Linked DNA regions of Anas platyrhynchos: region 2 is linked to region 1. Evidence: chromatin contacts called from public Hi-C data. All regions are on one chromosome and are shown on one strand. The core of a region is the stretch at or near the end of the contact, and the rest is flanking DNA. Distances in the headings are between cores, read along the strand shown. Region 1 overlaps LOC101796143 (protein FAM169B). Region 2 holds the start of LRRC28 (leucine rich repeat containing 28).

Region 1 (5,302 bases), core at 1,686-4,185:
AAAAAAGAAAAAAAAAAGCTAGTAACTACAGCCAATTATTCAACCACAGAAATCCTCATCCTTCAGGTTGTAGGTACACAGCAGAGATTGTTAGCTCTGATGTTCTCTGGGAATGGGGGCTTAACTGTATTACATTTAATTCATTTTTAATTACAAAATATCAACATTCATTGAAATATTTATTATAGAATATAAGGGAAAAACAATACAGCATGAACATTACCATTACTTATGCCCTTGACTAGCTGTCTGACTGCAGATTAGATTAGACCTGAATTAAATGAATGCAAAGAGAAATGTGTTGCTATGAGACTCAAATCAGTCATGTGACATATTTAAGGTCTGATGACAAGCCACAGAATCAAGACAGTTCTGAATCAAAAGCCAGAAGTCCTCCTTTAACTGATCTCACTGTGTCTAATTAGTGCAGGAATATATACAGCACTGCCTGGGATGTTATCTTACCCTCCTTTCTAATGGAAGAGCAAATAAGCTCCTAAAAGTATAACCAGGCATGAAAGGCTGAGCTAAGGACAGAGAAGCCCTCAGCTGGGTTCTCTTTGAATTTTGGGGTTTGTTTGTATTTAACCCTACATGGTCCACTAGAGGGCATTAAAAGAATATTTAAAGCTAGTTACATTCCCTGCTCAAAGATGTAGCTGCCCACCTGAAATAGCATTTTTCTGGAATCTACTACATACTATTTTCCTAAACTGTGGAAAAGCCACCATATCCCAACCACTTATTTCAACTAACACACTTACTGTTTTGATGGTACAAAACCAGGTAGTCCAGTACACCTTTTATCATCTAGAAAATGCCCAGCATGGAAGGTTTCTCACATTAACTGAAGTCAGAATTTTTAACAGGCCAATTCCCTCATCCCCAGTCCCTTCTTCAGGTGCCTCGGGAATGGAATCTTTAAAGCACTAGCACCTGCAGCATTTATACCATCTGTCAGTTACAGCTGATCTGAACTGGGAGAATCCACAGTCAATACTATTAATACAATTATTAGAAAGGATGAAAATAGAAAATAGACTATACAACAATACCTGTGTAAACTGCATATTAGAGGCAGAATACAGAGCAGAGCCCTGATACAAACCTCTACCAAATTCACTTTTGATTCAGCCCTGTGAGAAGGCAGGTCAAGGTGTAAAGTTCAGCTAAGTACTTCAAACCCTCACCCACACTTGGAGGGTTTTAGGACTTGGAGTTTAAGCTTATTTCTAATTCGCAGCACACAAATTGTTTGAAATAATGCAGAATTTGCTGATTTTAAGAGATTTGTAATCTGGCCATACCAGTTTACCCCTATTCACAGACACATCATGAACACAACCAACAAGCTAGTTTGCAAGTACCCTACTTGTAGAATAAAAAATATCAGGCTATTACCTTTTCTCTTCCAGGGATAGAAAAAACATCACGAGTGGATGATGACTGCTTCAAGAGTTTTTCATAATATGCCTCAGCATCTGCTTGCAGAGCCTCTGGATCTCCCACTACTGTATCTACCAAGTAAAGGCAACCTGCAGTTAAAATAAAACACATGATATTTTTTAGTTTTAAAGTGAGCTAATAAATATGAATGTTAAAACCACAGTTTTCTCAGCAGTTGATTTTTGTAAATGGGCCCTCATCATTCCCATTGGAGCCTTTTGTAATCGTAATCTGAAACAAGAAGTCTGGTAAAATCCTATCTATTTGCTATCTACCTCTTGACATGCAATTTTACAAAGTACAACCATGACAGCATCAAATCACATTTGCCTCGTCTGAATTCAACAAGCAGAGTTTTAAATTTCTCTAGGTGTAAGTAAATCGCTTTAAAGCTGTAAGAAGAAAATTCTTCAAAGCACAGCCTGAATTTTAGTACTGTCCACAAATACAACAGGAACAGAATTCCAAAGCTTCCACAGTTTCTTGGAAGGCTGCCCCTTTATGTGCCTGTTCGTGCTCTGTAGTATATTGTTAGTTATCTCCTCCTCTCTTTTTTTTTTCTGCCATTTCAATCGGGCAATTTTACAACAATTGAGTAATGTCAAAAAATACCAAAATATTTACCCACAGAAGGGCTCCCAAAATAACAACTACAACCTTTTATGCAACATAACTTTCAATCCACGTGCCTCAATACTGTAGGATTCATGCAAGGTATTTGTTAATTGCATGCAAATAAAAATTACATACATCTGATGCCTGCTACGTAAATGCAAATTCCAGGAGAAGCCAAGCATCCTCTTTCTGATACAAGAAATCAGACTGATTGGTGGTTCATCACCAGCTGAAGAACATTAGAGGCAATGGGTTAGCAGTCAAAATAGTATTCTGCCAGTCACCTGCCACAGAAAGGAAATATTTGCAATTTAAGATCATTTCAATCAACAAGCCATGCCTGCAACTCTTATAAGGCCCAAACTGAGGACAAGATCTTCTACCTCACAGCTATAGTTTGAGTCTTAGCTCTAAATCCTCCATTTTTAATAAAGGTTTGCTTTCACATGGCAGTTCCTGTGACCCAAGTTTAATGTGAAATAACTAATCTGATACTAAGTGCAAAGTAAATGGCTGAGACAACAGTCTTCTGAGGGCCACTGTAGGAGCTATTTATATCAAGATTCAGAAACTATGGATCATGAAAGTACAATACTGAAAACTCCACCTTTCCGTGTAAAAACAGGAGCACGGGACGTGCAGTACCAGGTGAGACTTCATCCACTGCCCCACTGTTCTGTCCCAGCACTGCTCAGTAACCGATTCCTTACCAAAAAGTAAGAAACTACAACTGATAATGCACCATGACCCAGCACAGCTAAAAATACTTTAAACACTGTTTCCCTGCCCTTTGCAGGCAATCAGCTTACATCCTGATAAGGCTTGATAGCAAAGCTCTGCAGTCAGACTGCTGAACAGAAGCTGCTCCGCTGTCACAAGATGGGAGAAAGAAGCATTGCAACACCGGCAAGTTGAGTCACTTCATAAAATCCCAGCCAGTATTTAGCACTAGCAGCTGTTTTTTTCTGCAGCGACCTTCCCCACCATGCTGGGTAACACCACCAAGCAAAGAAGCCATATAAGGGAAGGAAGAAATAAGGCAGAAATTAAACATTATTATTTAAAACTTACGTAATTTACTGAAGTAAACTTCCTAGGATTTTTTTTTTTAACAAAAGAGCAACATATAAGACTTAAGTTTAGCACAAAGAAAAATATTGATCATGCTGATAAATAACATTCATGAGATGCTGCTTACGAGGCTATATCCTGCCACTGCTAGGCCAAAGCAACTTAATTCACTAGTGGCGTCCCCCAGGGCTCGGTGCTGGGGCCGGTCCTCTTTAACATCTTCATCAATGATCTGGATGAGGGCATTGAGTGCACCCTCAGTAAGTTTGCAGATGACACCAAGCTAGGTGCGTGTGTCGATCTGCTCGAGGGTAGGAAGGCGCTGCAGGAGGATCTGGATAGGCTGCACCGATGGGCTGAGGTCAACTGTATGAAGTTTAACAAGGCCAAGTGCCGGGTCCTGCACCTGGGGCGCAATAACCCCAAGAAGAGCTACAGGCTGGGAGAGGAATGGCTGGAGAGCTGCCAGGCAGAGAAGGACCTGGGAGTGATGGTGGACAGTCGGCTGAATATGAGCCAGCAGTGTGCTCAGGTGGCCAAGAAGGCCAACGGCATCCTGGCTTGTATCAGAAACACTGTGACCAGCAGGGCTAGGGAGGTGATCGTCCCCCTGTACTCGGCTCTGGTGAGGCCGCACCTCGAGTACTGTGTTCAGTTCTGGGCCCCTCGCTACAAGAAGGACATCGAGGTGCTTGAGCGGGTCCAGAGAAGGGCGACGAAGCTGGTGAGGGGCCTGGAGAGCAAGTCCTATGAGGAGCGGCTGAAGGAGCTGGGCTTGTTCAGCCTAGAGAAAAGGAGGCTCAGGGGTGACCTTATCACTCTGTATAAGTATATTAAAGGAGGCTCTAGCGAGGTGGGGGTTGGCCTGTTCTCCCATGTGCCTGGTGACAGGACGAGGGGGAATGGGCTAAAGTTGCGCCAGGGGAGTTTTAGGTTAGATGTTAGGAAGAATTTCTTTACTGAAAGGGTTGTTAGACATTGGAACAGGCTGCCCAGGGAGGTGGTTAAGTCACCATCCCTGGAAGTCTTCAAAAGACGTTTAGATGTAGAACTTAGGGATATGGTTTAGTGGGGACTGTTAGTGTTAGGTCAGAGGTTGGACTCGATGATCTTGAGGTCTCTTCCAACCTAGAGATTCTGTGATTCTGTGATTCTGTGAATAAGCACTTTAAAGCTGTCTCCTCACTGAACAAAACAACCAGCACCTTCAAATTTACACTAGCTTTCTGGTACCTAATCTACTGGTATTCTAAGGGAATGGAGATCCATTTGAACAATGAAATATTGTCACAAATTAAATGATGAGGCATTAGAGAAAACTTATGATCAACACTGCCTTAATACAGCTTTCCACAGATTAATTTTTTCTCTAAAAATTGCTTTTAGACTTTCATTTAACTTGTCTTTCCTGTGTAATATTCTGAAAATGCTAAGTATGTTAGAAGCACGTGTTCCTATAAAGGGTCATGAATTAAACAAATCTGTCCCAACTTCTATAAATAAGGGGGGATCCTTCAGGACAATATGGAGCAGGTGTCTAACTTTTGGTGCCCTGGAGTGCCCTCAAGAAGTCAGTTGTGCTAAGGCTGGGCTCTGTGAACATCCCCCAAAACCTGCACACCTGTGCACAACCACTAGGGCTGTTCAGCCGCCAGGGCAGGAGAAAGATCACTGAGGTAGCTTCAGTTTATGTTAACTGAAGCTTTCCGCAGTACAAAGCAAAGAAGCTATATTGCCTCTTCCATGTATGCCCCTTTCACATGCATTTTTTCTATAAAAACAAACAAAAAAAGTGACAAAGTCTAACCATAACTATAATTATTAGGCATTTGACTACAGCAGTAATTATTGCTGGCTAGCAGGACATTACAAAGGTTCCAAAATCAATTGCAAAATAATTTAACTTTGCTTTAAAAGGAAAGCAGCTATTCTCCTGCGAGTGCTTTGGTCTGAGGCCCCTACCAGCATCCAGGGATCCCAGACTTGCAATTTGCCGAGGACAGCCCTTTACCCCAATTTGAATTAGAGGATTTCATATGAATCTGATCTTAGGTAGCGACAACAAAAGAGCCCATTGTAGCAGCCTGACAGCTAGGGAGAAACAGCCCCGAGCACAAAGGGTTACGTCTGGGCGGGGAAGGAGCAGGGGAGCGGAGGGGGGCAGCGGGGG
Region 2 (5,302 bases), core at 1,464-3,963, 290 kb after region 1:
TCCTATGCTAACACACTACTGCAGACCAATCATTCAGCAAGCAGAAGCTGAAGAAGGATGAAACTACATCAGCTGAACACAGGGTTCTTCTGTTGGTTCCTATGCCTAGAAGATTCCTCCAGCCCACAGGACCTCCTCTGTACCAGGTGTAACTGCATGAGCCTGGTGTTCAGTGATGGATTTTTGCTTCATCAAAACTCCCAGCATATAGTGATGCCTAAGAAAGCCCCTCTTGTAGTGTCAGTTAACAAACTAAAAAGCAAAGGGTCAACTATTTGCTAATTATCCAACATTAAAGGAAGAAATGCTACCTTCCTGTCGTGTATCAGTCACAGCAGAGTTTCCTGCTGAAACAGCTGACCTTTGTTTGATTGCTCAGTGAGTATTTTGATCTTACTCTAAACTTACAGTTTCTAATTTAATGCACACAAATTCAATATAAGTGGTATTCATGGTTCTAGGTGGGAAACACTCACTGATCATTAGGGAAGCCGAACCTCAAAATATTTAGAATTCAAGTTCAGAAGCTCAATAATACATTTTGGACCTCCTAGTTCTGCAAGATAGAGAGTTAGGAATCATCACAAAAGATCGAGAAAAAAAGTCTTCATGTCTTGTTATGGCAAAACAATAGAAAATAGTTGCATAAAACTACAACAGAAAAATTTTTTGAGTTGCGTTTTCTGAAAGTTGTTAGTCTCAAACACTGACCTGGTGTAATAATCATCATCTGTTTTTATTCACACTAAACACATTTTGCTTATATAGGTTTTGCAAAAACAGGATCGCCAGAGGAGCTGCGCCCATTTGCTCCAGTTACTGGATTTGTTCCAGTAAACCAACTGATGACACTGGCAACTGCAAACAGCTTAAATAGATCTACTTCTATAAAGCTGCTGCACTTCAAGACAAGCTTTAATAGCTTCTCTATGTAGGCACAGATGAGATCAGTCATCCTTCTGGGAACGATGTAAATTTTGAGCCCTTGGTTTACCTGCTCTTAGAAGCACAAAATTAAGAATTAAACTATGGTAAAGAAAAAGAACCCATCTACTTAGTGAAGGGTTTCCTACTAGTCTCACTCATGGGATGGGAATGACTTGGCAACCATGCGGCAAGCATTCTCCTTAATGGAAGAACAGATTCCAATGCTCCTGTTCTGCTCATCATTTTTAGCCTTGTGACTACACAGGCAAGACTTTACACCTGTGCTGTGCAGGATCAGAGCTTCAAAGATCAGATTTCAGATCGGAGAGAGCAGCGCTTTTTAGAAGCACAGCACAGAATTTGATGACACAAGCTTGGGAGGTGTGATCACATCAGTTGAGGAAAAAAAAATCAGACTGAGAATGAGTGAGCGTGACAATTGCAGGCTCTGCAAGACAATGGAGAATCCTGAGTCACTGCTGCAGGAGGAAAGGCGGGAGAGAGAGTGAGATCTCCTAGCAGATAGGAAGAAAATGTAATATAGTTGAGGTGGGTGAGGATGTTCGTTTGTTTGTCTTGGCAAAGAACAGTTCATCTTTTTCTACAAAGACTACTCTTCTGCTAACTGAGAAGCAGTCTGGAGGGATTCGTGTATGTTACTCTTTTTTGTCAAATGTGAGAAGACATTTTAAAATACTGCTAGAAGGAACCGTCTCTCACACACACACACATACACACACACACACACACACACACACACAAAAAAAAAAAAAGAGAGAGAGAGACATTACAAACTATGATTTAAAATTGTCAGTTTTAAAATTCTCCCCTGGAATATTGACAAATCCAGTACTTTATATATATCATCAAAATCTTTAATAGTTTCAGTGATTGCAAACTGATTCTGCAGTTTATGTTGAATCCCCGCGGAAATTGTTTTATAATGACCACAGAAATACTCTGAGAGCTGAATTTGTTTTCATGACAGAGCAGAACCGAAGACATTTTAGCATTGCTCTCATCTCTGTAGCTCCTTTGTTGCTGTGAGCAGAAAAAATAATAATAAATTTATGTTAACCAGTCTGTGGGAAATAGAAAGAAACTGGGATTATTATTTTTTTTCGACGGTTTATGGACCTAATCAGCAAACAATAATTTAAGAATTTTTAATACCCAGTAACGTTTAATATTTTGAACATTAGGGAATTTGCTGGCATTAGAACACTGACATAACAAAAAGACCTTCCTAAGGATAGGTCTTAAGTATTGGGAGTGACTCTACATGTACATTTAAAACCAAAACCAGGTGAGCAGTGCATAGACCCGCTTCAGTTTCCTCGGGACCAACTATCAGAGGTAAAAATGGGGACAATGTGAGGTGGGGGGCGTAGGTATGTTGTCTAAGGGTCTCGTCTGCTGTCAGCAGAGAAAAAGTAGCATTAGCTGTAACAAAATTTAGAGGGGGAAAGGGAATTTTGCCACAACTTTTTCTTGCAAGTGATATTTTCCTTTGAAATCTGTTAGGAAGGGATAACTGGTGTGTTAAACAGCTCGGCCAGGCAGCCAGCAGCACAGCCAAGCTCCCCCACTGGGCTCCCTCTGCCCCTCACAGCCCCGCCACAGCAGGAAGCGGGACAAGCGCTGAGGCGATCCGGCTCCTCATTGGCCGCTGCCGGACCTCCAAGCCCTGACAGAACCGAACTTCCCATTGGATACCGCGCAGCGGCACGCCTTGCGATTGGCTGAGAGGGGAGAGCGGGCGGGAGCGGGCGGCTGGGGGAAGTCTCGCGAGAGTTGCGCGGCGCTCTCGCGCGGCCGCGGCCCGCCCTGCTCCGCCCTCAGGTGCTCGGAGCCGGCGGCGGCCCCGAGCGGAGGGGGCCGAGGTGCTGCCCGCCGCCCGCCGGTGAGTGGCCGCCGGCCGCCGGGAGCGGGGCAGGGCGGGACGCGGTGGGGACGGGGGGATCCCCCGCTGCCCGCCCCGGCCGCTGCCGGCCCCCCGGAGAGCGCGGGCTCGGCGCTGTCTCCGCGGTGTGGGTGCGAAGCCTTCCCCGGGCCGAGGCCGGGGGCCCGACCCCTCGCTGTGCCCGGCCTCAGTCGCCTCAGCCCGGCTGCTCCTGCCCTGTGGAGGCTGGGGGCGCCTGTTCCGCCGGGCTCTGCTCCGCTGCCTGTGCGGGAAGGGGATTTAGAGGCAAAAAAATAAATAAAAAGGGTTGGCTGCCGGTGGAAGCGGCCAGGAGGGTTTTCCTTCGGGGTAACAGCCAAAATAGAGCTGTGTGGTGGTGGCAGCTCTGGGCTTGCACGGGCTGTAGCTGTGTGTCCACGGCTAAACGCGGTCCAAGGGGTTCGTGGAGCCTCGGCAAGTTCAGAGCATGGAGATGTGATCCATGGAGAAGGCGGAAAGCTTTGGGGTGTCTGTGTGTTTTCTGACCTAATATTTTGTTCTTTTAAAGGCAGAAATAAAAACTAAAAGCCATGCTTTTAAATGGAAAAAGCAGGGAGCGAGGCATGATCTCCACAGAAGCAGTCATCGTGCCTGAGATTGCTTCATACTTATCAGGGAGGATGAGCTTTCCTTCACTGTTTCTTCTGTAGCAGCAGGTAGTGCTTAAATGCTCACAGACTTAAAAATTCTGATGTGCCTCCTTGAGTTATTTTAAAGCTGATCACAGATGTGGAGTTTGTTTCCTCTACCCGCTGAACTAAGAGAGCTTCAGTATAGTTAGTGCCACAGGCCAGCAGTACCTGCATGCTGTCTCCTGAAAGTGACAGCCGATAGAGGCAACTGTTTGTTACAGCGATTTTTCTTCTCATGAAAACTGTTTAGCCTAACCTAAGTTAGCCCAATACTTTGGAATCTTAAAAAGAATTCTGAAAATGTTAGACCTTTGCTTACAGAACTGGTCTTAGTGTTTCCTGAATTGGGGATAGTTTAGGACTAGAAGAGGAGTGCAGGATATTACATCCGAGTTGTTAGTAGTATGCATGTCACACAATGAAAAAAAAATTGCTGTATTCTTCCAGAAGGGCATAGGTCATTGATAAAAGCCACTTAGCTGCGAATCAAGAGAAATACTAGAACTGATCAAGTAGTTTGGTCTACATGGATGGTCCGGTTCTCAGTCTCCAGCTGAGTTTTATTTCCAGTGGCTACCTTATAATCAGATAGGGTTATCAACAAGAAAGCCTATACTTAAGCTTCCAGTAGGTGTTATGAGCTATCTCTTAGTGAAAGAATAAGCTAAAACGAAAAACTTTACTGGTGGAAAACAGTTGCAATTCTTTTTTTTTTTTTTTTTTTTTAATGTAAATGAATTTATACACACAACTCTGTAGCAAACCTCCAACTTTAGATTTATAAATGGTCTGGATATATGATGTTTTCTTGAGTCCTGAGACAGTTGAAAAGACTGAATGTTGCTCTTACCCAAATCTACACAATGTAAGAATGACTAGAATTTTGGCTATATCTGCAGAAGAAGCTAAATAAAGTCTGGTGTCAGATACAGGTTAATTTTTAGCTTTTATTCGTACTTTGGTTTTTGGCTTTGACGTCAGTTAAAGCTTGATGCCTTGTTCTTTCTGTTCTTAATTTTAGTTAAGACAGCTGAAAGTCTGCAGTCACATCTAGCTCTTACTAAATTTTCTTGCTGTAGAATTTCCGCTATGCTGTTTCAAAATGGTCATGCTTGCTGTCCATCTTCAACGTCAAATGCAACTCATAAATATTCCTGATAGTTTTATATGCAGAAGCTTAGCAAACTATTGTAGCCTTTTGTCAGTCCTTCTTAAAATCTACATGAAGTTGTTTTAAGTGATCCAAACATGTGTCCTCTGATAAAGTGTTTATTTTGCTTAAGATACATGGATTCTTCGTAACTCTACAGAATAGATGTAGAACGTCAGTAGTGCTTAGGAGAGAGGTTTTTTCCTTCGTTTTTGGTGATGTCAGCTTTGACAAAACTGTCTAAAACGTCAATGGAAAATGACCAGGGAAAAAAGAAGCATTGTGTGATTATGTATGTCTTAAGATCTTGTTAGTGCTGGTCTGAATACTGAGACTTTATGCAGAAAATAGTCAAAAACTTGCTTCTGGCATAACTGGTGGTGTGGAGGTTCTGGGTACTTTATGTATTAATAGGAACAAGTGTGTTTTGAAAGACTATCAGCTGTAATAACTATTTCCACAAAAGAACGCGTGACATAAACCTTGATACTGTCTTTTTTTGCTCCTCTTGTCTCCTAGAAATGGGCCTGTTTTCAGAAGATGCAGTGCACTAGATGTAGTGCTTGGAACAAGATTAGTCATGGCATCAGAACTATGTAAAACAATCTCTGAGGCAAAGCTGGAAAGGCACAAGAACTTGTTCTTAAATTA

The links. A called contact is a pair of places that touch in the nucleus more often than the background predicts.
Region 2: a contact with region 1 is called in a Hi-C map of subcutaneous adipose tissue, with 2.4 times the contacts expected there. The contact joins the promoter of LRRC28 here to the enhancer-like site in region 1. A contact is called at or near these places in 2 of 8 Hi-C or Micro-C datasets (liver and subcutaneous adipose tissue).

The regions. Positions count from the first base shown.
Region 1 is chr11:21,034,461-21,039,762 of IASCAAS_PekinDuck_T2T, forward strand. It overlaps LOC101796143 (protein FAM169B), which reads right to left. Exons shown (of 9, transcript XM_027466224.3): 2 at 1,402-1,535. Among named protein-coding and RNA genes, the nearest start is that of PGPEP1L, 12 kb to the right of the region's middle. Within about 2 kb of position 2,936, at least 5 of the 8 cell types and tissues checked have an H3K27ac peak or open chromatin away from gene starts, as enhancers often do.
Region 2 is chr11:21,319,817-21,325,118 of IASCAAS_PekinDuck_T2T, forward strand. LRRC28 (leucine rich repeat containing 28) reads left to right here and starts at 2,714. Exons shown (of 11, transcript XM_027465896.3): 1 at 2,714-2,830; 2 at 3,382-3,525; 3 at 5,171-5,302. The coding sequence starts at 5,232.